Linked DNA regions of Sus scrofa: all the other regions are linked to region 2. The links are chromatin contacts, called in public HiChIP or PLAC-seq maps. All regions are on one chromosome and are shown on one strand. The core of a region is the stretch at or near the end of the contact, and the rest is flanking DNA. Distances in the headings are between cores, read along the strand shown.

The links. HiChIP or PLAC-seq counts read pairs in DNA pulled down with a chosen protein or histone mark.
Region 1: an H3K27ac HiChIP or PLAC-seq map of alveolar macrophages shows a contact between it and region 2. The contact joins the promoter of ADGRV1 here to the promoter of ARRDC3 in region 2. A contact is called at or near these places in 2 of 5 promoter capture datasets (fetal liver and liver), 1 of 47 Hi-C or Micro-C datasets (embryonic fibroblasts) and 1 of 2 datasets of contacts at active chromatin or transcription factors (alveolar macrophages).
Region 3: an H3K27ac HiChIP or PLAC-seq map of alveolar macrophages shows a contact between it and region 2. The contact joins the promoter of MBLAC2 here to the promoter of ARRDC3 in region 2. A contact is called at or near these places in 1 of 5 promoter capture datasets (liver), 3 of 47 Hi-C or Micro-C datasets (fibroblasts, heart right ventricle and skeletal muscle) and 1 of 2 datasets of contacts at active chromatin or transcription factors (alveolar macrophages).
Region 4: an H3K27ac HiChIP or PLAC-seq map of alveolar macrophages shows a contact between it and region 2. The contact joins the promoter of CETN3 here to the promoter of ARRDC3 in region 2. A contact is called at or near these places in 2 of 5 promoter capture datasets (fetal liver and liver), 1 of 47 Hi-C or Micro-C datasets (heart right ventricle) and 1 of 2 datasets of contacts at active chromatin or transcription factors (alveolar macrophages).

The regions. Positions count from the first base shown.
Region 1 is chr2:97,699,136-97,705,530 of Sscrofa11.1, forward strand. ADGRV1 (G-protein coupled receptor 98) reads left to right here and starts at 4,513. Exons shown (of 91, transcript XM_021085372.1): 1 at 4,513-4,777. The coding sequence starts at 4,537. It overlaps LYSMD3 (lysM and putative peptidoglycan-binding domain-containing protein 3), which reads right to left and starts at 4,783. Exons shown (of 3, transcript XM_003123779.5): 1 at 4,462-4,783.
Region 2 is chr2:98,442,740-98,449,669 of Sscrofa11.1, forward strand. ARRDC3 (arrestin domain-containing protein 3) reads right to left here and starts at 1,971. Exons shown (of 8, transcript XM_003123783.6): 1 at 1,413-1,971. The coding sequence starts at 1,692.
Region 3 is chr2:97,644,678-97,651,033 of Sscrofa11.1, forward strand. It overlaps MBLAC2 (metallo-beta-lactamase domain-containing protein 2), which reads right to left and starts at 3,470. Exons shown (of 2, transcript XM_003123780.4): 1 at 2,561-3,470. The coding sequence starts at 3,014. POLR3G (DNA-directed RNA polymerase III subunit RPC7) reads left to right here and starts at 1,435. Exons shown (of 8, transcript XM_005652940.3): 1 at 1,435-3,717.
Region 4 is chr2:97,588,935-97,595,248 of Sscrofa11.1, forward strand. It overlaps CETN3 (centrin-3), which reads right to left and starts at 4,386. Exons shown (of 5, transcript XM_003123777.3): 1 at 4,248-4,386; 2 at 2,314-2,449; 3 at 648-762. The coding sequence starts at 4,264. It overlaps LOC102167126 (a long non-coding RNA gene), which reads left to right and starts at 4,278. Exons shown (of 2, transcript XR_002342050.1): 1 at 4,278-4,384.

The DNA of each region.
Region 1 (6,395 bases), core at 3,263-5,762, 740 kb before region 2:
GAACTCCTGGTTACATTTTAACAAGGGCGGATTGCTATATTTTTCCCTACAAAAAATTAAATTTCCCTATTCTGAGTATGTTAAAAAAACTAGAGAAATAATTTTGTATTATGTCTTAAAAAGTGTGATCACATATACAATTTATAGATCTGATGGAAGCAAAGTATGTTTTTTATGTACACATAACACATTTATGAAACTCAAACTTTCCTGTGTTGTTCTGCATTTTAAATTCCATGGGATTAAACTATTTTTTGTTTTTGTATGGGGGGGGTGCTGTTGTTGTTGTTTTGTTTTATGGCTGCATCTGAGGCATATGGAAGTTCCTGGACCAGGGAGGTATTGTGACCTACGCAGCAGCTGCGGCAACATCAGATCCTTTAACTCCCTGTGCCAGGTGGGGATCAAACCTCTGCAGTGACCAGAGCCATTGCAGTCAGATTAAGTCACTGTGCCACAACGGGAACTCCTGAACTATCTTTTGAACCACATACCTCCTTCCCTGGATCATGCTGACGTCAGTATTTACAATCAGTACAGTATGTGCCTTCTATACAGGTCATGACTTTGCTCTCAACCAAGGACTTTTCATTCCTGGCAGCTTTTCACCAAAGCTTGAATTTACCAAAGTACTACTGAAACTCAGTTTACGGTCCATAAAGATTAACAGATTAGAAGTCACCATGTTCATTCCTACTTCAGGAAAGGCATTTAAAGACTGACTTGAGATGAGAGCTCACCTAAGTATACTATCAACTCACGTTCATCAAACTAATCTATTCTTGTTGAATAATAAGTGGGCGGAGTTCCAGTCATGGCTCAGCAGAAACGAATCTGACTAGTACCCATGAGGAAGCAGGTTCAATACCTGGCCTCGCTCAGTGGGTTAAGGATCAGGCCTTGCCGTGACCTGTGATGCAGGTCACAGACGCAGCTCGGATCTGAATGTTGCTGTGACTGTGGTGTAGGCCAGAGGCTACAGCTCCAATTCGACTCCTAGCTTGGAAACCTCTATATGCCACCAGTGCAGGCCTAAAAAAGACAAAATAATAACAATAATCATAATAATAGAAGAAATTCTACTATGGGAAGAGCTATATGTTCCAAATGGACGGCTCTGACATGGGGTATGCCAAGATGCATGTCAATGCCACCTGCTTCATCAACCACTTCTGTGAGTCCAACTTATTCTCTGGGAGTCATCTACCTAGAGGGCCATAAGCAGCTTATCATCTTCACTGTACCCTGCACTATTGCATCCTGCATGATGAGGAGCTCACCTATGACTTACAAGTTATCACTGACGATGCCAGCTTAAAGACACCCTGCAACTGTGGTGCCAAGTACTGCTGAAGCTGTGGCTATATGCCATAGCTCCTCCTGCCAACTTGGTCCTAGCCTGGGGACTCCCTCTTCCTTCCCAGAGCATCTCATCCAACCCTCATGTTAAGAGTGAAATGCGGGCATACAGGTGGCAAGGGCGCTGCCTCCACCCCTCCAGCCTACCTACCAATCACCTGCTTCTAGCCCTGAGAGTCCAGGAAATGGATATTGTGCAAGAGTTTCTAAATCCCTTCTTTTCTATGTACTTTTTTATTTAAGGGGATGGGATCCCAGGGAGGAACCAGACCTCCCCTCCCCTATGAAGTCTGTCAACGACTTAAAAAAAAAAAAAAAAAAACATAAAAAATTAATTCCACATTCACAGTTTTAGCTTCATGTTAACTGCTCACACAAGAAAGGAGAGACTGTTTTCAATTATTGTGAAAGATGGAAAGAAAACAGGTAGTAAGAGGAATTTGGGGAGATAAAATACTTAGTGCTTAATAATGTGGCTCAAATATGAAGAGAAGAAATTAGCTACAGATCATACCAAGATTTCTTGTTTGCATCCCTGAGTAAATGGTGGTGCCATTCTAAGACTTGGAACACTGGAAGAACTTGGGGGTCAGCAGGAAGTCAATGACTGAAACTACAAATTCCTCTATGACAACCAAAAGGAATGTCAAGTAGTCAAGTGAGCTATATAGTCAAATTCAGAAAGGTCTGGTTTAGAGATAAAATTTCCTGACTCATTTGTACATAGGAGGAAACTGAAGCTGTATACATAAGCTTACTGAGAAAGAGAGCACAGAATAAAAAAAGAGGGTCCAAGACAGATCCTTTAAGAACTGCTACATTTAGTAACTAGATGAAGGAAAATCAGCCTGCAAAGATAGAAAAGGAGTGTTCAAAGGAGGAGGAAACCATGAAAATGTTGTGCCATGGAAGCCAAGACAAAATGACATCTCCAAGGACTTAGTTCTGATATCAATACCATGGATAAGCACCAAGTGAAAAGGAAAAAAAAATTAGAAAAGACCAACTCCGAAAGTGTGAATTTGTAATATACATGACAACGGATTACATACTCTCTATGTAGGAACATACCTGTAAAATTTGGGCAACTATTTCATATAATCGATCCAACTCCTGAAAGAAATTTCTTTCTTTTTTTGTCTTTTTAGGGCTGCACCTGCAGCACATGGAGGTTCCCAGGCTAGGGCCCACGCCACAGCAGCACCAGATCCAAGCCGCATCTGCAACCTACACCACAGTTCACGGCAATGACAAATCCTTAACCCACGGAGCAAGGCCAGGGATTGAACCTGCAACTTCATGGTTCCTAGTAGGATTCATTAACCACTGAGCCAGACAGGAACTCCCTGAAAACCAATTTCTGGCCCTGCTCTATGGCAACACTGTAACACTTTAAAAATTCAATAGTTTCTATTCAGAGAACATAAATATCTAATAGCTATATACTAAGTAGGTCATTTCACCTGCTGCCCCAAGAGCTACATTATTTATTACCATGAACTGGGATTCCTAACTGGACAGCAACCAAACTAAAGACAGCTACCCATATTTTACATGTCAAAAACAGTTTTAAAGTCACACCTATTCCCTCAAGGAATTCTAACAAGTGACAGCTCTAACAAGTTTAAAGACTAAACTTTTAACACTTTTAAATTAATATTTTAAAATTTTTATTATGTTTAATTCTAATTAACATTTAATAAACTAAGGATGCTTTGTTTTTATTTTGTTCTCAAAAAAAGCTGAAAGTATTTCACCTTCACCTAAAATGGATTAACAGTTTTATTTCCACTTACTTAACAGTCTTTTCTATCCTGTCTTTAATCAAGGGAGGCTATGAATCCTGTGGATTCCTAGGCAAAATTTTATACATATGTATATATTTCTGGGGATAAAATTTATTGTTTCCACATTCTCAGAAAGTTTAAAAAGAGCCATTAATATACAGCAATATACACATTAACTACACTGACTCAGTTATGCTTGCCCTTTAGACTTTTTCTCTGATAATTTGTTCCTGGAACAGCTGAAATGCAGCTCACTGAGCAATGCCCCAAAATCGCTTTAGATGTTTATATCAATGTCTCTCCAATAAATACTGCTAAATAATATTTAAAGACTAGGATGTCATCTGTCTCACGATCTCTTCATTCCCCTTGGACTGAAAGGCAGCAGAATACATAAACTAGGTATTCTGTTTCTAAGTAATCAAGAATTGGTTGTGTCCTTAATTCAAGTGAAAAGCCAGACTCCAGCCCAGGCATATAATAATTATCTGAGCCAACTATACAAAGTTTAGAAAATACACACTAGTCATGTGGTTCAATTTTCTTCGCCTGTCATAATTCTCTTCAGGTAGGGCAAAAAGCACAAACGGCCCCTTCAGAAAACTGAGACAAGCCCGCAGGCTAAGGAGATGACAAGAGGTGCTAAAAAGTTATTAAAATGGACACCGTGTTAAAGCACTCATCACCTCACTCTAACCGAAAATGATTTTCTAAACGCCTTCATACTATATAACACAACTGCTGCTGGGTATTTCGCTTTGACATTCTCTAAGCAGGAAGCAATAAAAAGGCCACAGGGCACAAGCTAGTTCAGCACCGGGACAGTATCACAGAGACAGTGTCGGCTAGGGCCAATTCAATTTTCAAAAACTTCCCTCCTCCTCCATTCCACACATCTAGTTGTTTCTTCCCCTTTATCCTCTGCAAGGATTAAATCTCTATGTTACAACATCTCACTTGGACGATGTGAACGAGATGCCTTCAACGAATATTCATCGCAAACACGAAGTTGTGGGAGAAATGCAGCGTGTTTATGTGGAAAATGCAATGCTCCGGGATTCAGGCAGGTAGGAATCCTTCCTCTGAGCCTTAGTTTCCCCAACAGTGTGACAAGGGGGTTCGGTGGGGCTGGTCTCAAACGTCTCCCCTGCCTCGGAGGACGCCCGGGTCCAAGCGGGCCCGGTCCAAGTCCAACTAGCCACCCCCGCCACATCTGCGGCCGAGACGACCGCGCCGCCTCTACTGACCATGCAGCTGGGGCCCAACGCCTCCGGCCGGAACCGTGGAACCCACCACCTTTCCCGGCCATCTTTACCTGTCCCGTTAGGACGGGGGACTCAACGAAGAGACCGCTACCAGGTCCGCCACCACTGCCCTCCCGGCACAGTTCATGGCCGAGGTTCTGTTTTCGGCTGCCCGGGTCCACCGTTGCCGCTGCCGCCGCCAACGTCTCCGCCTTTCGTTCCGTGCGCCGCCGCCACGTCCGCAAACCTGCCGTGCGTCATCGCGTCAAGTGGGCGGAGGTGGGAAGGGACTGGGAGAAGGGGGAGAGCGGGTGCGCAAGGGCGAGCCCAGAACCAAGTCTCCGCAACCACAGGCCTGCACGAGCGCGCAGGCGCCGGAATCCGTGGGTGAGTCCCAGCTCCAGCCCCGCCCCTGACTACTCCCCTCCGCCCCGCCCCTCCACTCCCAGTAGCTCCCCGGCCAAGTCCGCGGGCTAACCCTGCGACCCCGGCGGACCTGCAGGCTTCGCCTTTGCCTTTTGTTCTCACTGGTCTGGCAAAGAAGAAAACGTCGAAGGGGGGAGGTGCTAAGGACTTATCGAACATTTCACCTTGCTCTGCTTCTGGAAATTTCTGTGGGGTGGGGAAGGACGCCCGAAAGCATAGTATTGACATTCTCTGTTTTAGATTGGTTCTGTGCTCCTTACGCTTCATGCTGAATCCCCTAGACTCCTTCAGAAGAGACAATATAGACAAAAAAACCTTTGGGAAGGGAGGACGGTTGTTTCAGCCTTTTGTGTTTTTAGGTGAGGAAAGTGAGCCATCTAGAGTTAGGCCCAGGGAAATAGTTGCCCTTGAGCCCTGATTCTCGGGCTTCTTATTCTCAATGAGGCTAGGCTGTCCATAAATTGTAACTTCTTTTTGTTTTGAAAATGAACTGAAAGTCTCCCGCTTCACTGTTGGGGTCAATGACATATTTGTTAAATGACCAACGAATGACTTCGGATGTGGTTTTTCTCAGAAATTTTCTAAATGAGTATGATAATGTGTTTGAATTTATGTAAATGAGTGTAAAGGATTTTAATGATGTGCCCGATGTTTCCCAGTGTTGACCAGTAGAATTTGCACTTTGATAACCATGTAGTCTTATGACAATATACATTTTAGACCCAAACAGGCAGGGTGCAGAGCACTTCTTTTCCAGGCTGTCTGAAAATTTATGCATTGTGAAGTCTTTGAAGCTTTGTTTTGAATTATTTTCAAAGAGTATGTTTTCTGTTTTCTGGGAAGTGCCTCAGTAAAAATTAGGAATTCTGCATTGCAATGTTTTTCTTGTTTGAGAGGCTAGGCACTGCGCTCCCCAATGCTACAAAAAGAACTGCAGGAGAAGACTTTGAAAAAAAATGTTTTTTAAGTTTGTTGGAGCTGTTCTGTGTGCTGTTGCCCTTGTGACACCCCTGTCTGTAACCATTTATCACTGAGACATTTTCTCATCAGTAGACAAAGGATATATTCCCTACTTGATGTGTAGGGCTTCGGTTGCTCAGCCTTCATGAATGTTAATGTGAATACAACCTTCTTTCTGCATATGGGTTACTTTTCTTATTTTAATGTCAATAGGCAATGGAATCCATGTGAAAGCCCAAGTAGTAGAATTTCAAGCTTTTCTACATGACTGCTACCTGTTCCTTTGTATAAATACTTTCTCAGTGATGTGTGCATGCTCTTGAATCCTTACTTACATTTAACAAAGTGCTGTTATTGAACTTTTTTACAAAAAGAAAATAATAGATTGTATTTTATTATTAGAATACACAAAAGAAGCAGTTAGCCATGAATTTTGGCCAAGTTCCAAAAAGCTGGCCAGTAGGACTGCGTACTTTGTGTTTGCAAAAAGGATGTCCCCAGTACCGAACGGGGCCACAAGGATTTTCAGGGGTTTTTTAGTGTCACATTTGACACAGTTTTCGTTAAAAAGCTGTAGATAAAACATTTTGCAGTTTCTAGGAATGTGTCATTAAACGTT
Region 2 (6,930 bases), core at 721-3,220:
GTGTGTGTGCTGTTCAACAAACACCAGGACTGTCATTAAGCAGCTGCATTTCTAAGCGGTGTCAATGGTTGGAGATATTAACTAGAAATTATTTCAGGATGCAAATGACCTATGTGCAAGTTAAAACCCAACAAAACAGATTTCATCTTAAAATTTGTTAAAATAATGCATTAAGATGCTGTAACTCAAAGCACCCCTACATTTCTGCACTTGCCTTAGTTCAATTAGCACTTCCTCATGGATGGGTATTTTTTAGTATAAAAAAAGAGGTAAAAATGTGCTCTACTCTTCGAGAAATGGCCAACATTAGAACTAAATACTGCATTAAAAAGGAGAAGCACAAAATTACATAACCAGTTTTAACATTATATTCTTCTTGGGCTAGGAATTAAGTCATCCCCACCACCTGACGCGTGTAACCAATCTGCTGAGAGCAGAACAAGCGCCCCTCCTCACCACCCCCTAGAACTGGTCCGAAACAGGATTGAACCGCTTCTAACAAAGGGTGGAAACTTAGAAAAACAAGCTTAGAGTCTCCTATATTTCCACAATGTGACCATTTAAACAATAGATTGGAAATCTCAGGACCCCTTCTCCCTTTGACAACCCTTTATCTCCCTTTTATAACCAAAAATCAAATCCAAATGAGCCGAATACTTTTCAATTCCTTTTGACTGGCTTAGGTTTCATTGAATGCAGTTCCAAAGTTAGGCATGATGCTCAGAAAAAAAAAAATTGACTTTAAATGGCTTCTAAAACCGATTTGAAACATATCATAATGATTGGTATTGTCCTTTAAAATAGAGAAGGCTTGATGTAAATTTCTAAAGGAACTGGAAAGAATAGGGAAAAAACACGTGGGGTGTTCATACCATATGTCAAAATAAGCCACAGAAACCCTTTATCAAAGAACAACAATCAATTCTCTAAAGTCTTTGAGTGTCAATATTAAAAATGAAGTACACCCATTAACCCACTTAAAAATGTTATTTCATTTCTTCATTGAGGCTTAATTTTTAAGATCTAAGGTTCCACAGAACAAGGAAAAAATCTAATATTGGACTGCAGCTTTTAGCAATTCATTTGAAAACGTATCAGTAAAATTACTGCCTCGGATTTAAGCAGAATTTATAAGGTGGAAATAGACTGCAAGCGCGTATGGCACAGATCAAGCCGGGTATAGAGGTAGTTGAATAAGTGCAGTTTGCAGTCACTTTGCAGATGCCTGCATGCATTATGGCTTAACACACGATGAAAGTCAAGGAGAATTCAAATCTTGGCTAACTTTGCTAACATTTATCAAACTGCTATATTTTATGCTAGGAGTAACATTACATTAATTCAGAGAAATTGAACAGATACTTTCCCAAAGAAAATAGGTGTAATAATTTCTGAATAATGTAAAAACTTACCTCTTTCGTGTCCAATTAAGATGTCTTTATGATTGAAATATTCTACTTCTTCAGTGTAATTCTGTGTGTAGGCAGTATTGGAGCCGGCGTTTCTCGATTCGGTCCAGCGTACTTTCGCATGTCCTCTTGCATGAATTTTAAGAGATTTTACTCTGATTTCCCCAGTAACTTCTAAATTCACCCTTCCTGAGACTGTATCCCCACTGGAATACACAGGGACATTGCTGTCATTAAGACAGTCAAAGCTTATTGTCAAACTCTTTACCTTTCCCAGCACCATGTTTGTAACAAAATCTATAAAAAATATAATGTAAGACAAAAAAAAGTCAAGAACACATATAAAATGTGATCTTCACTTAACACTGATCGATGTCTTTGCCGTGCAAAAAGCTTACAGGCAGGATCAGTGATTCTTTACAAACAGTTCATTGAGATTTCTTAAAAAGTCAAGGCAGCAGAGAGGCTGCTGCTCCTCGCTCCTGCTAGTCTCAGTGGTCTCCTTACAAAGACGGGCGGCTGGAACCTGCCAGCTCACTTTAAGAGCAGCTTTGTGAAAAACAACCCCAGGGCGCATGCGCACGCCGCGGCTGCTGTCGCCCTCCCTGCGCGCCCCCTCCCGCGCCGGGCTCGCTCCCTGGCTCGCTCGCTCGCGGGTACAGTAGGTGTACAACCAAGGAAGACGGCAGTGGGGCTGCCGGGAGGCCGAACCTGACTTCTCTTCATTGTGGGTTCCTATTGGTAGGCAGGCTACCGTAAACCCTCGACGTGCTATCTGGAGTCCCTTATCGAGCATACTCCGGCAGAAAGATAATGGCCGAGGGGGCACTGGGGGACAAGGTTGGGTGGGGAACTGTTTGCAAAGCCAAGTAAAGACAAACTGATGAGTGACCAAGCCGGGAGAGTGCGTTACCGGCGCTGTAGGGGTTTGCCCATTCCCCGGAGGGAAGGAAGCAAAAGTGATGTGTGTAGAGAGATGGGGGAAGGGAAGAAACCGGTTGGGCAAGGGCTGCTGAGCATAATCTAATGAATTTCAAAAGAAAATGTAATAAAAACTAGAGAAGCAATGATATTCACGGACAAGAGCATTCTTGGCCTGCACTGTTTGTTTGTTTATTTAAACCAGTGCTTTGTAGGCAGTGAAGAAATGAGCTCTGTGGAGGCCAAATCCAGACTAAAAGAGAATACTACACGGAGCAAGGAAGAGAAGCAAAAAAATGTACTCAGTATGTTTTGCTTTCTCTTCTCTTAATTCGATAGCAATGAAAAGCAACCAGGTTGTTTGCATGATGACATCAGGGGAAAAAAGGTTTGACCACTTCCTCGAAGAAAGAAAAAAGTCCTTTTTTGAGATACCACCTACAGCTAGATTTGCAGGGTATGACATGATTACAACTCCTGTGTCCAAAGGATTAAGAATAGAGTTCGGCCTAAAAAGTACTACCTTATAAAAGGCTGCATCACTGCGTTTTAGCTGACGTAATGTTTACAACAGGATTGAAAAATTTTTGTTAGAAGTTAGTGAGGCGCAGAAGATGGTTCTTTAAGAGAGAATTTGTTATATAAATAGGGCTTAATTCTGTAAAGTTTTAATTTTAACTTTCAGCCTTGGACTGTTCAACCCAGTAATTCTCATAATACATCTATCTTAAGGACAGATACATTTGTCTCTTTATTGTGAACGTTTTGATAGCAAATAACAATGCTTTCATAAAAATCACTGGGATTCAAGGCATAACAGCATAAACCTATATAGATTTTTTGCATTCAACAAAATTGCTTATAGAAGAGAAATATAGGAAGAAAAAATAGTACTCTGGAACTGTATGTGTGTGTGTGTGCGTGTGTGTATATATATATATATATAAGCAAATACACTTTGGAAGATTTTTGGCTGTCCATGTCTAAGCCATTTTAGTTTCTTTGTGCAGTATATTTGGGTAGGTTGAACCAGTGTGTCACAGCACACTAAGCTCATTGGTCTTGCTGGGTTTGTTTGTTTTTTGGGAGGGGGGAGAAACTAAATTTTATTTAGTTGGATCTTAGTTGAAAAGGCAGTATCTTGGAGTCAAGAGCTTTATACAGATTATAAATATGCAGACTATTTAGACAGTTAATTGGCAGGATATTTATCTCTTGATGGAGCTTAGATGGTTGTGTTTAAAACTATGAATCAGAGTGGAAGGAATAGACTCCCCTCCCCTCTTGGTTGACACCTGGTGGCTGTTCTAGTTGTCAAGTGCTTGGCTATTCTAGTTCAAGTACAAGCTTCAATAACCGATACTATTTGGGGTTTTTCGCCACCTAGTGGTAAAAGTGGTGAATTTGTTAAAGTGTTTGACGTTAAGGTGACATATACTAAGCAGCCAAATGACGTTGGACAAAGAATGGATTTAAAAGTGCAGTTCAAAGTGAGGCCTTTATTACCAAAGTTGTTCTAAATTACTAAGGACTTGTGAATAATTGCTTAATTCTTCAGAATTTTTAGTAAAACCTCTCCAGTTGGAATATGACTTATTTCTGAAAAAATAAGAATCAGCTGTTTAAATTAAGCTAGAATTGCATTTAACCAAAAAGAATTCTGAAGAAATTTACTTATAGTTTGGAAAATTGTTTTAGCACCTTAAATGATTCATTCCTCTTACTGTATTACATCATCCCTTCTGTGTAAAACTTTTAGGATGCTATAAATCATTATTATTATTTATTTCTGTCTTTTTTTTTCTTTTTATGATGTCTTCCTGAATACTTTAGGAACTGACAAGTTGCCAAGAAATTTTTTCCCCCTCTCATTTTTTACTAAGGTCCTACTCACACTAATTATTACTTTTCTTCTCTTCGATTCTGTCATGTGACTATTTCTTAAATATATAAACTTGAATTTATTTATTTCATTTTGTTTTCCTCCTCCTATTTATTGAAACTCTGAAAACATCAGAAACAAACAGCAGCAAACAGCCACCTCTGGCACCTCTAAACCCCTGCGTGTTTCCATTTCTAAAAGAAAAGGACACTTGGACTTAAGTTTTGAATGTTTCTCTCATAACTTTGATAACCTCCCCTTTTCAAGATTCCTTGTCAAATACCTACCCTTCACACAGCTTGAAATGCTGTACTGTAGCCATTGTCTGGGGCTTCTGGACTTGTTTCCCTGGGCCCTTACTGTATTTTGCATTAAATTTAAGCTATTCATCTTTACCGCTGAGGCTCTTTCCTACTGCACCCCAGCCTACGGCTCATATGCCATCTCCTCCTACTCATCTGCTAACTCTCTCTATACTCCTGTCAAGTAAATCTTCTGTCCCCTTTGTTAGCTTGTCTCACTGTTGCCAGCATGCAGTTACAGGCTGCTTTCTGTGCCCAGAACATCCCACTGCTGTGTTGTCTCCTTTCTCTTCTTCTAACCCCTCCACTAGATTCAGTTGGCACAACTGAATAAAATTCCTACTAGGCAGAATCCTCAGTTCTCCCTCCCCCTTTTACAGCTTTTTAAGAACTTAAATAGGAATCTCTACTTATGGTATTTGTTCTTGGATTTTAAATTCAATGGCTGTTCCCCCTTACTATATAAAGTTTTAAACTCAAGCTCAGAAACTGTCAAAAACTGACAAATGATAATCGCTATCAAGATATATAATATTGAGACAGTATGTCAAAATTACTGCCAAATCTGGAGTTTTCCACGTATTATATCAAAATGCTCAGTATCATTATTATACAGAATAAAGCAAGCCATCTCAACCGGAAGTTTTGGTATGTGGTTGTAAGAAAAACTTATCAGCAGTCAGAACCTATTTTTTAAAGAGAAATAAATCCATGCCTACTCCTAATATTAACTAACACGTGACAGGCTTGAGTGCTATAAAACTAAGAGAGGTTTTGTTTGTCTTCTGCATTTCAAGATTTTGCAGCTCTGACTTAACTCTTTAATATCTTCAAGATGCAGCAAATTTGACTTTGATGTGGAGATTAGAGGTAAGATTTGCTAAATACATAGTAATAGCAAAATGAACAAGATTTGTTTTTTATATTTGATAGTGAATTGTATGGTATGTTTTGTTATGTTCTTCATACTTAATACATGTTTTAATGTCTTCTGGATTTTGTGATAAAAATTCAGTACTGAATTTGGTTTCTGTTTTCCATCATTAAGAAATGTGATATGTGTTATGTGAAAGCCATTTAATCTTTTTCCTTTTGATTTGGTTTGTAAAATCATTTGTAATTCTACTATTCACCTAGAGATACCACTGTTAACATTTTGGTACATTTCCATCTAGATGTACAACTAAGAAAGAAAAGCATTACCTGTTAAGCAATGACAATGCTTCTTATGAAGTAGAATTTTTAAACTTAAAAAAAAATTGCCTAAGTTTTAGGTGTAGAGCATTATAATTCAGCATCTGTACACACTCCAAAGTAATCACCACCACAAGTCTGGTTACCATCTATCACCATCCCCTTTCCCGTTTCCACCCACCCTCCAACCTCCTACTCCTCTGGTAACTACTAATCTGCTCTCTGTGTCTATGAGTTTATTTTTGTTTTATTTTGTTTTTTCATTTGTTTTGTCTTTTTAGATTCCACATATGAGTGAAACCATAGGTATTTGTCTTTCTCCATTTGACTTATTTCACTTAGCGTGATACTCCCAAGTTTCATTCATGTCTTTGCAGATGGCAGGATTTTATTTATCTTTTTATGGCTAAGATTCCATTTAGTATATACACCACATCTTTATCCATTGTCCATCTATAGACACTTAGGTTGATTCCATATTTTGGCTATTGTAAATGATGCTGCAGTGAACATGGGGGTACATGTATTTTTTCAAATTTATGCTTCTCTGTGTTTCCAGTAAATACCCAGAAGTAGAAAAGCTGGTTATAAGGTAGTTCTATTCTTAATTTTTTGAGGAATCTCCTTATTGTTTTCCACTGTGGCTCCACCAATTTACGGTTCTACCAGCAGTGTATGAGGGTTTCCTTTTTGCTGCATCCTTTCCAACATTTGCTATTTCTTGTCTTTTTGATAATAGCCATGCTAACAGGTATGAAGTGATATCTCATTGTGGTTTTTATTTCCTGATAATTAGTGACATTGAACATCCTTTCAACATTTAGTTCAACATTGTGGTTTTATATGCATTTCCTGATAATTAGTGATGTTGAACATCTGCCTGTTGTCAATCTGTATGTCTTCTTTGGGAAGATGTCTGTTCAGATCCTATGCTCATTTGTAAATCTGGCTGTTTGTTTTTTGTTGTTGTTGAATCCAGTAGCATATTTTGACAGCAGATTTGATTAGTGGCTCCCAGGGATAGACTCTTTAATTAATTTGTAACATTTAGGGTCTGCTAAGTTAGATGTGTTGATAAAGATTATTTATCTAGGCTCAAGTGGCTATAAGAACAAGAAGTGGTCTACAAGAAGTATCAGAAATGCTAAATTCTTTTCTGAACTATTTTATCATTTTTGAATGGGCACAGCATCCTGTAATGAGGCTAAAAATTCAAATTATA
Region 3 (6,356 bases), core at 2,220-4,719, 800 kb before region 2:
AAATTGCTGCTTCCTTTCTGGAATCTGTTTTTTGTTTTTAACCTCTTCACATGATTTAAGTTCACCTGAAAAACTGTTCTAATATGTTGGTGACTCTGGGAAAATTATTTAAACATGGACAATAGAGGTCAAAATGCCTGCACTTCATATTACTTGAATATTATGAAAAATAGTCCAAATGATGTGTGCCCACTCAAGAATGTGCTGTATAACCTAAGGTTTATTGCTATCTTCTTAAAGGAAGATACAACTTTACTATTAGTAGGAAGAGTTGTTTTTTTCATTAAAGATGATTTTCCATCAAAGATGATGCACAGAATGATGATCTCTCCTTGTCCCTCACATCCAACTCAGCTTTTGGGTTAGTGAAACAGTACACAGATTTGTATCTTTCCATGACAAGAGGTCATCAAAACACTAAATGAAATGACATAAGCTGATGAATTCAGTCTTACGTTCTAACCAAAACAATAAAGATGTTATGCTGTTAGTTAGGTATGTTCTGTTCATGTATGTGGAACTGTGTATGAGTTTTTCTAGATCTCCTTCCAGACATCTGCATTAATGATAATATCAAGTTAGCAAGCCACACCATTCAGAAGAGACAGGAAATTAATATTCCTGAGAAAAGAGGAAATTAGATACTATTTGAGGGCATGAGGCATCCAGCTTCTAATGAAAAACAAATTTTAATTTACATAGAATTACCACCTTCAAAGTGTGTAGTAAATACTGAGCTTTCTTTTCACACTTTCAAAGGCTTAAAGCACTGCACAGGTGACTTGCAAGCTACTTGCAATTCCAAAATACTATAATTTTACCATCAACTGGGATTTAGGAAACCTGGATTCTAGTCCCAGTTCTTTCCCTAACTTGGCTATGTGACCCCAGGCATGATATTCAAGCTTGCTTGGATTCCATCTATAAAACAATAATTTCTATCATTCTTTCATCATTGATTTCCTATTTCTGGTAAAGGAGCAAAAAGTAAATAAATAAAAATTTATTCATTTAGATAATTTAAATATATTTTAAATACTTATGTAAAGACTTTTTGTCCTGGGTGTCAGAGTTTAGTCTGAATACCAATCAACACCATGGAAATCCTACCTTTAAATGTGTCAGTTTAATCAAGAAATACAGTAACTAAAAGCACATTTAATGTAAATGTAGTTTTCTTTCATCTGAAATTGTCAGGTAAAGTAGGACTCCCATCTAAACCCATGGGTTTTTTTTTTTTTAATTTTTAGATTTAAAATTTTAATGAAGACTTTTTAAGCAGGGTGTGAGATATACAATCTTGCTTTCTATTTTTTATATCTCATGTGATCAAGATCTCATTTTTGTAAAATATTTCATTATTGCATACTGGTTGGTCATAAAATGAACCTTACTGTACTGCAGCAACTAGATTTTTCCACCTCTTAGAGGAAGGATTTAATAGATTAAATTGGCAAATAAAATGGTTTCACGATAGAAATGAAAGGGACTTTCACATCCTACTCAGAATTACCAGTTTTATGGAGGATTAACGTGAGAGCTGCATGCTTTGATCTTATTGCACCTGGGTTCAAATCCTAGCTCTTGTTACTATCTTGTTCTGTAAATTCTAGGCAAGCCATTTAATTAGGGGTCAGCAACCTCGCTTCCAATGAGTTGTCAGGATTAAATGAAATCATCAAAAGCATCCTAAAAAGAAAATATACAAACAGCACTGCTATGACTGGTTCAATTATTTAAGTGCCTGTGTAGAGCTGGAAGGGCAGGAACCCTATCCTATTTTATTCTTTCTGAACCCCATCTTGTTTTTTCAGAGCCAAGAAGCCCAAGGTGATTTATGCATCAGTCCACATACTTCACCATCATCGGAAACAGCCTCCTCATTCATTAATCTTTCTCAGGCCTTGCTTTCAACCAGAACAGAGAGCTGCCATACTCTAAGATTCAGACATACTCTACTTTTTATGTTCACTATCAAGCTTCTTCTCTTGTGAGGCAACATCAAGAACAGAAACCTATCTGGAAGATAAGGATGAATGAACAGTTTGAAACCACTGACTGCTCTCTAATGGCTTTCTAAGCCTACAGGTGTGAACCGGGCAGATGAAGTCAGCAGTTCTCAAAAGCATAGAGCATGACATGCACTCTCCATGAGGCGTCATTCCTTTTAAGGAAGACTTTTCGCTAGAAAAGTGCCTGAAAATGTCGGACAGATGTTTGGGGAAAGAATGGAAATCCTAGATATAAGACTCTGTTGGTGTTATTGCTGTACGTTACACAGGAAACTGACTAGGGGGTGGGGCCGGCTCTCATTTGAGTACTCTGCATTGCTACCCGGTGCCAGAGCTGGTCTCCGGTAAGGAGGACTAAGACGGCCTACCATCGACCTGATGTCGACTGGGGTTTTGAATCAGGAAGGGTGAAACAGAAGTAGTGTTTCTGCGATGGGACAAAATAAGGCCCCTTACAGCCACGCACGTCTGCAACAAGCACTCCTCGGACAGTTTCTCCCCAATCCCTTCCCTTAATGAGAGAGCGCGCGCTCGTGAAGGGCCATTACCATCCTGCAGGATGAGGGTGGGCTGCACCGCCTGCACTCGAAACTGCCTGGCCCTCCAGCCGGGGCTCGGAGCCCGGACCACCTCACTGTCGGACAGCCAGGTCACGGTTTCAAAGTTGTCCCCGCGAGCCAGCGCCTCGGCCTCGGCGTGGTGCACTGCCACCCGGTCGAACTGGTAGAGGCCGCCGGAGTGGTCGAAATGCACGTGAGTGGCCACAGCCAGCAGTGGCCGGCATGCCGCATCCTCTTTGGCCTCGCGGTCCTGCAAAAGGCCAGAAGAGTACAGGTACTCCGGGAGGCTGCGCAGGCCCAGGCCTGTGTCGATCACAACGTCTTGCTCCGAGCCTCGCACTAGCCAGATGTTGGCGCGGTTGCCTGACTCATAGAAGCGTTCCTGAATCCAGAAGATACCGTCGCCCAGAGACTTGTGGGCGTACCACTCGAGCGCCGACATGCTGAGTAGGGATGCGGCCAGGCGGAGTGGGTGTGGGCGTGTGTGCCTCCTGCAGGCTGCCCAGACTCCGGCGCTGCGGCGGGATAGACTGGTCTGCCTGCAGTCGGGAAGAAGGCGCAGAGCAAGAAGGGGGCGGGGGATGCAAAAGGAGTGGGAGGAGAACTGGGAGGAGGAAGGACTCTCGGAGACGCTGCCTTCCGCACCCTCCCTCCCGGTCCGCAAAGAACAGAGACCTATCTCCTTGCACCCCGGTGCAGAAACAATCGCAGCATCAGAGGCCACAGCAGAAAGTAGCGTCAATTCAGTAGACAAGGGATTCAGAAAGCGACACTCTTCCTACCGCCAGGTGTTTGACTGTAGAGGGCAGGGGCCAGGTTTGGAAGGCCCCAGGGCCGCCCACACACCGCGCGCCGTGATGCGCACTTCCAGCCGGCGCAGAAAGAGTCAGGCCAAGGAGGTTGGACCGGTACGGTTCCCGCCAAGGGATAAAAAGCTCTCTCCCCAGAGGGCGGGGCCTACCTAGCGAGTGGGCGGAGCTAACTGGTGCGATCGGAACGCGATTCTGAGGCCTCGTGGAGGGCGGAGCGCGTTTTTCCAGAGGTGGAACCAGCACTCGGCGTCGGAACCTTCTGTCCGCACCCCTTCCTTGCCGGCCGGCACTTCGGCCGCACAGTTTTCTCAAGCTTCGAGACTTAGTAAGCAGGTAACAGAGGAGGCAATGGAGGGGTTGGGAGGAGATGGAATGAGTAGGGGGGGGAGTTAAAGGGGCACGTGGAAAAGACCGGGGAAGGCAGGAGTGGAGATTCATTAAAGAGCCTCTGGATTGAGGGACGTAGCGAGATCTCTTAATCCCTTCACAATCTTTTGAAATCGTCGTTCCAGATTTTATCTTGTCTCCACTTATTAGGACTGTTTTCAGTGAGTTCGAAGGGAATTTATGCTTTTACTGATGGTTGATTTTCAATTCCGATGGTATGATTGCTTCAAACACGAGTCATTGCCGCAGACTTGCTGCTAAGGACGCACTATTCAGTACGTTTTTTGTTTTTTGTTTTTTACCGTTAGCACTTTACCCTGTACTGTGAGGAGAGGTGTTGTTGATAAGGTTTTACTTCTCTTCTGAAAAATTAAATTATATATTCCTTCCCCTCCCCTTCCTTGTTTTGGTTACTTTGCCCGCTGTTGGAAGAGAGCAAAGAAAGTTGGTAGAAAGGCTCAACTAAGGAAGGGTGGAGGCAGCTGCACCTTGTGAGGGCAGGAAAAGTGGATAATGATTGGGTGTGGCCCCATCAGCTGAAAAAATCATCCCTAGTATTAACATAAGGTCCCTGTCCCCATCCCTCAGCTCCTCGCTGTTGGTATATCCATTCAGACTTAAACAATTCCCTTGAGAACTCGACTAACCTCCCTATCCAGCCAGGAAAAATTATAAAGAGACCCATGAGACAGCATTATAAAAGATAATTATGAAAACCCTTATTGTCTCAGCTACTAATAAGCCTTCATAGAGGGAGAGGTGTTCTCTCCTTCCCTATAAACCTTAAGTCTTTGAGGGGGATGCAACTTTTCTGAATGTTTACCTAACCTAGTTAGAATTTATCCAGACACTCTGTTCAGGGCTATCCTTATGTACAAGTCCCTCAGCTAAATGATGTGTGAAAAACAGAATTGTGTTGTTTTTTTTTTTTTTTTAAAGTCATGATCTGGGTTCTCAGGAATTTGAGGGAAGCAATATCTTCACAAAAATGTTTGCAGTAAAAAGCAAATGAGATATGTACCCCAGAGGAAGTAAAAACCAGGTGCTATGAGAATATGCATGGAAGGGACTGATGAGTAGAGGCATTTGAGCTGGCCTTAAAAGACCACTGTTGTTAGGATGTTCTCAGCACGAAAGTAGAGAGCTCTCTGTAGTTTTATTTTTCCTCTAGGTAAAGGGAGGTGAATTGGAGTGATATTCTTACTAAGCCATGAGCTCAGCAATAATTCATCCAATTTTTATTGGACTTTTGCCAGGCTCTAGTTGGTGATGGGGCAGGAAGAGGTGAATAAATCTTCAAAGAGGCCTTCACACTTACAGATCCTTCTGCTTGTATTACACTTTCCCTTGTATATCCTTTCCTGATTCTCAGCATGGCCTTTTCCTTCTGTCAGTTTTGTGCTCAAATATTACAGAATACAGGACCTCTTCAACCACTCTTTCTGTAATAGCACCCATGTTTCCTGCTTTTTTTTTCCACATCACTGATCACTACCTGACATTTTCTATGAAATATTTTTTCCCTTTCCTGTAGTAGACTCTAAGCACCATGAAAACAGGGGTTTTGTTTTATTCACTATTATATTCCCAATTCATAGAAGATGGCCTGACCTAAGAGTGCTTAATTAATACTTGAAGAAGGATAACTGAAGAACTTATGGGGAGACAGACAAGAACTGATGATTACAACATGCTTTTTAAATGGTAATAAAACAGGGTAGTATTTGGGAGACAGAAAAGAGAGAGGCCTAGCTCCACTTAGGGTGGAGGAAATGGTCTCAGAGAAGTGGCATTTGCATGGTATCTTAAATGATGATGGGGCTTGCTCAGGTGGATGTGGCATCCCAGCAGAAAGAACACTACAAGCAAGAGCTGATATGGCAGATTTGGGAGTGGTCAGGAAAGGAGAAGGTGCCAGATGCACAAAGTCAGACTCCAAAGCTCTGTTGCTTAAGAAGGAGAGTGAAACATCAAGGTTTATGTTCTAGAGGGATGTCTGGAGAGTGGTTTGAAAGAGGAAGTCTGGCTATGGGAAGGTTGGTCCGGGTCAGGGATGGTGAAGAAAGGCAGATATGTGAAAGGGGACACAGAACTGATAGTCTTCTACCATTAAATGAGGATATCAAGGGAGTCGAGGACAAGGTCAACAGGACCAGCTTCTGAATAGGGCAATTTAAGTGTCATTCATCAGGAAGGATACTGTGACCAGACTTTCAGTGCCTCTCTCAGAATCCATACCTGCTTATATGTTTATTCACTTAGCAAATTTGTGCAAGAGACTGTGAGAAGTGGAAGACAATACATTTAAGCCACAATTATAACTCACAAGGTTAGAGCTAGGAGGAATTTCGGGCATGAGCGCAACCTCTGCCACAAGATTGTTTCCATGCTTTTGCATTTCAGCTCTTGGATGCTTGAACTGCACTTGTCAAACTATTTTAGAACACTTCTGAACAGAAATTTTCAGAAAGCATCCCAGAATGGAAGGGTGGTGCCTCTGATTTTATATTTTTAAATCCAATCCATTTGGTCATTACTATTCCACTTCATTGTAAAGATTAAAGACATCTCTGCGATTTAAAAGG
Region 4 (6,314 bases), core at 3,136-5,635, 850 kb before region 2:
TGTAACAAAATAATTTTTTTTTTTTGTCTTTTTAGGGCGACGCCCACAGCAGATGGAAGTTCTCAGGCTAAGGGTTGAATCAGGCTAAGGGTTGAATCGGAGCTGTAGCTGCTGGCCTACACCATAGCCGGAGCAACTCAGGATCCGAACCACATCTGCAACCTACATCACAGCTCACCTCAATTCCAGATCCTTGACGCAGTAAGCGAGTCCAGGGATCAAACTGGTGTCCTCATGGATACTAGTCAGGTTCCTTACCACTGAACCATGACAGGAACTTGGGTTCCTTACCACTGAGCCATGAGGGAATTCCAAGAAAATAATTTTTTGATGATTTTTTTTAGTTTTATCACAAAATATAGGCACACATTACATGGAAAGATATCCTTCCATAAGAAGCTATACAATAGTTCCTTGGTTAAAATCTTCAGAACAGAACAAAAGACAAAATGATAAATCCCATTTACAATGAAGCAATAAATCTTATTTTTTTCTTTGAAAATCAGCAAAAAATACCAAAAAAAAACCCAAAATTAAGATCCATATCATATATACTCGGTAACAAAATTCCACAACCGAGAGAATTTTTAAAATAGTTAGGTAATTTTCTAACAATTGATGATTACAAAGACTATTAAAATACACACCAACTTCATTAAAATCTTCAAAGGTGATTTTCCCCGTGGCTTCTCTGTCATAATCTTTAAGAATCTTCAGTATATCAGCTTTTTTTACATCAAACCCCAAGGCTCTCATTGCCACCTTTTGGATTAAAAGAGAAAAGCAAATTATAATGCATTTTTTACAAAAGTGATTTCCCATTCTCAAATAAGTTTTTAGTACTTAAAAGTTACAATACATCAATAAAACATATATTCTTTCGCATATTTTATGTCTCTAAAATAATAGTGATAGTTTTTCTTCAGTACTAAAATTAGATGGCAATTTTTTCATCTATATATCCCTTTTTTAATATGACAAACTAATCAATGAGTTTAGACAATACACTATACAATGCACTGACTTTTGTGAAAGATAATTTTAATGGCTTATTCATTTTCAAACTATTAACAATCAAAATGGAAAGAAGGTATAATATAAATATTAAAAAGTTATACAGAAGAAGAGATTAAAAAATTAAAATAAGAATTTTCATCAGATTCTCTATGACTAGTTATCAAGTAAGTAATCTAGGACCCTGAGCTTAGAGAAAGAAGAGATCTAGATACTAGTTACAAGTAATAAGAGATGGTTAAAGAAGTCTAATTTAGAAGATTATAGTTGTTCCTTAAATGGTGCACGAATGAAGTAGAGCAGAAGGGCATTTAGAAAAAAATGACTAGTATTAAAATACACACTAAAATAAAGAATAAGCTTGAAGACAGGGAATAGAGCAGTTCACCTTACCTGAATAGGAAGAGATTAGGTAGAAGAAAACAGTTAGCAAATGAGAAAAAAAGTAGGTCGTAGCAAAAGTGTGGAGGGCATTCAATAAAAATTTTTAAAAATGTGAACTTTACGGAGTATACAAAATAAAGCTTATGAGCAATGAATAATATGATGAAAGAATTTTAGAAAGATGAATTTAATGAGAGTGTACAGGAAAAAGAGAAACCAATTAGGAAGTTTCAGATATGAATTAAGATCCCAAACCAATATAATAACAATAGCAACAAATAGAAGAAACATTATTAAAAAAAAGAATTGATCAAAACTGGGTAACTAAAAGAAACTGTGAGTACAGAGCTATAAGAATACTATCTTCCTCATTGTGCTGAGTGTAAGATCCAACCTACCTTAAATACCAATTCCCCTTTGATTCTTTATAAATATTTCTAGAACCTAAAATTGACACTTTCCCCATTAGCATTGTGTCAACATCAGATATCACTTATGTTTCCTGCACCAGAGAAAACAGGATGAGACTGTTACCAACATGTTCAAATTAAAAAACGAGTAACACTCCCTCAATCTGAAAAATATGTCACCAAAAAAGAAGAAACACCAAAGTGGGAAGAGGAATACGGTAAGTATAGTTTAAATACCATAGCTTTATTTTTTTTAACTACGTGAATGAAAAATAAGCCCCTCCATAGGAATGTATTTTTACATTATACTATTCATTTTACCATATGAGAAGGAGTTTCTAAAAAGATATGCTACAAGTACTATTCAATTTTATTAAAAGCACTTAATGGTAAATGTTTAAAATGATTTCATATTTCCAAAACCAAATTAAAATATTTATAAATATATTTTTAATCAACTGTCAATATGCAAATCATTTTAACAGATAGAGGTCGAGTATATTACCTTTAATTCATGGTAATCTATTGCTTCATCTTTGTCCGTGTCAAATAGTTCAAAAGCATCTTTAATTTCTTGTTTCTGTTCTTCAGAGAGTTCTCTTCTTTTTTTCCTTTTTGTTTTGTCTACTACAAGCTCATTTCTATGAAATGAAGACAGAAAACCCTATTTATTGCACTTTAATCCCATTCTCCTATGCTTCTAAATGACTCAAATAAGAATCCAAAAATACAAAAAATTAGCCAATTAATAAATACCTAAATTTCTAAAAAGGAAGTATTTTCCTTACATGAAAGGAAGAGATTTTCCTTACATGAGTCAAAGCCCTGCTCTTCCCATCGACTAAGGTGCTATAAACTTGTGCTTCCTAAAACTGAAAAGTGTTAAGTTATTAAAGAAATGAGGACCTTACTTCCCTTCCTCCTGGCTTTTTATTTATTTCCACTAATATTACTATGGAAGAAACAAGAAATGTGAATAAGAAACATTAGTTTTATATCAGAACCCCCCCAAAAAAACAAAGCACCCATAGTTACTCGTTTTACAATGTCTGTTAAAAAAAAAAAAAAGAATTCACAATTGATGATCACTACATATTAGGCTTACTTTTATAGTGTTAATAACTATCAAAATTACTACAAAAAGACATCTAACTCATCAATTAACATAAACTCTTTTGGCATTGTGGATCAAAAGTGTTTTTAGATTACACATTTTTAAGTTTGGCATTTTATTTGCAATTTCTCCCACTGATATTATTAACAATCACCCAAAAAACTTAGCCTAAGCATACTATTAAACACCAGAAAAGTACATATTTGTGCTAACGCTATATAATAATGTGGAGTCAACTGTCTTGTAAATCTCACTTAACATATACATTTGGATTTAATTTTTCATAAACCCTGAAAAAGGCTGAAGAAAAAAAGGAATTTATTGTAAAAGCCAGAAATATCTTGAGATGTTCCAAATTTTCAAATAGGGTTGCAAGTTTGAAGCAGAAGAATTCTGTAAAACTTAGAAAATGTAAAAACCCAGTTGATTTTATTAGACACGTTATCTGTTTGCATTTTAAGTTGCTTTGTTCTCTGAAATCTACCACACACACACACACACACACACACAAAAGGCAAGAGATGACTAGAAAGTGACCAAAAGAGATATGATAAAGCTGAGGTAGATCTTGCTTTCACAGGAGACCCCACTTCACACAAGCCTGGACGTTCTGGGGGTCGGCCATTCTTTTCCCAAGATTTTGAGAGGACAAGTTCGCAAACCACCGACCACTGACCCCAGCCAAGGATACCACGATTATGCCTTATCAGAACTCGGTACCTTTTTAGTTAGGTGTAACTCTATAGGTATTTTTACGGTAACACGCCTAGTCGGAGTTGGGAAGTAGGCAACAAATGGTAGGTTAGTGGTTGGAAATGAGCGAAAAATAAACTCAGGGAATCTAAGAGATTACCAACTAAAAGCACTAAAATGGGTCTACTATTACATAGTGAAGCAAGGAGGGCTTTACGTTATTTCTAAAATCTACGGGTTAGATGTTAGCAGGAAGGGAGCTGCGGTGGAGGCCATAAGCGAAGGAATGACGGGAACTTTACTAAGGATGCTCCAAGGCCTGGTTTCCTAGTTCACATAAACAAGAGCGTAGAAACCTCGCGATATTTCACTGCCTCCTCGAGACTATAACAACCCAGGTTGTTGGGGTCCAAAGCCCAGTGGCCTGACAGAAATGACCGTCTAACTGCACGGAGCTCACCCGGGCCCCGAAGATGAGGAGTCTGGCCCAGGAAAGGTGGCCAAGGCTCCCTTCCCTCGTCCCAAACTGCATTCCCTTCCTTGCCTCGCCCCAAGCTGCCTCCCTTCCACACACACCCACCCTGGGGCCCGCTGCGTGGTGTGGAGAGCATTGCCGCCTCCTCATTACCGACCTCAGAGCTAAACTCATTTTCTCTTCGGCCAGAGACTTTCCTCTCGAGAACGACTTTAACCCCCTACTCAAAGCCGAACGACTTCCACAAGCGGTTCAACAGACAACGACCTAAGCAGCCTCAAGACCTCCCACAAGGTAGACATTTCTGAGCTGGATTGGTTGAAATAGCTAATGCCTTGCCCATTAGGGCGGAAGCGTCACTAGTCCTCTTCTCTCATTGGGCATTTTTCGCGTCAATCAAAGAGCTCTCCCTTTCGGCTCTCTTGCTGCCCCTCCCGCCTTTTAGGTTGACCTGTAGCGTAGCCCCCACCCCCTCCAATCCTTTGCGGAGCGAGGGTCTGAGTGTCCGCTGGGCTTTTCGGACTGAGGGTGACTGACCAAAGCCTCAGGAGAGAAGGCCTGCGGCATGTGGACGACGTCTGGAAACGGCGCAGGAAGGGAAGAGACACCCCGCAGGTTGTCCTGCTAGGAGGAGGAAGTAGCTTGTGAATGAGATCTGCGAAATTTGGCTCCACTCTATTCTTAAATTTTGGATGATTTAAATACATGGGGAGTTTGTTTAAAACTCAGATTTAAGTGTCACTTTCCTTCATTCTGATTCTAGTAGATGTGAATCTGCCTTTTTTCTTTTTCCTTACAAAATCCAAATGATTCTGAGGCAGGAGCTGTTAATTATACCTTTATAATCACTGGGTTGAATTATTAGGCTATTTACGGTGAAGCTGTGCCTAGATGGCAATTGCTCCCCTATACCTCCTTTGAGGTGCTTTGGTACTTCACTACCGAACCAAGTCTCTTGAAGCTCACTGGGGTATTTAATGTGTTTACCTGTTCGTCTCTCCTACTAATCTTGAAGGCCGGGGTTTCATTTAACGCTATTCCTAAGGCCTAGTACAATGTCTGATGCAGAGGTGCTCAATAAATATTGCTGTATTGAATGGAATCTTGCTATGGAAACTCACAAAGTACTGAGCTAAACTGCAAATCTCATAAAATAGCCTGAGAGTGTCCAACAGGGGAAGGGGGAAGATATATATAGAAGGGAAAGAACACAGCAGGATAGAAGAAAGACTTCTTGAAGGAGATGGCATTTATGTTAGGCCTAGAAGTTTGAACTAAATTTAGATAAGTAAAGAATGTGTTGACTTAAAAAAAAAAAAAATGCACAACCTAAAAGTTAAGTTTTGTTTGGGGCAAAATCAGGTCTTAAGCCCAGGAGGAAACATCTGAAGTAACCCAGAAAAAAACATTCTGCAGCGGGAGTAGGGGGGAATAAGGATATAGAGGAAGTTTTTTATTGTCATTGGGGTTTTGGGTTTTTTTTTGTTGTTGTTGTTTTTTGAACAAAGGGCAGGTAGTAGGAACAAAAGATTACCGAAAACTAGGTATCTCAAGTTACAGAATTAAGCCCTTTTCTTTGGGAAGACCCAGAGGTCTGGCCTCACTAAAATCATTCCTTTGATATGCACTTTAGCTATCTGGGCCAGTATCCCGTGTTTTCACAGCCTAAATTTCCTCACACTTTGCTGTTAGGAGTGGCTGTAGTCTGATGGCTGCAAAGTGACAGGTATTCTTTCTTTCCTGAGTTCCCTCAGGGCTCAGCAGCTTAGCCTTGGAGGTGGCTGCATTCACACAGCTCTAATAAATATAGCCTCAGAGAGGAAAGGGGAAATACCAGGATATAACTGGTGATAAAGGTAAAGGGGGAGGTGCATGCAGTCATGCATACAGTTTACAAAAATTTGCTACTGGCCTCATGAAGGTTACTACTAGTCATTAGAAGCAGACATCACCATGAAGGATTTCAGTGTTTTGCTTGATATGAGGAGATGCAAGAATTGGGCACATAAAATCTTTTCCTAAAAACGTTTGACTGTCTGAAGATCTGTTCTTCTGGTTTTCCCAGAGCACAGAGTGCCTCACTTCTGGTCTCTGCCCTGAGCTCCACTCCACTGCTGGTTGGCAGCTGCAGTGGCTCATGATTTAATGCATGTAGAGGTAGACAGCAAGTGCCAAACTCCAGTTCACAGTGGTATAATGGAATAAAGCTAAAAATTAATAGCTC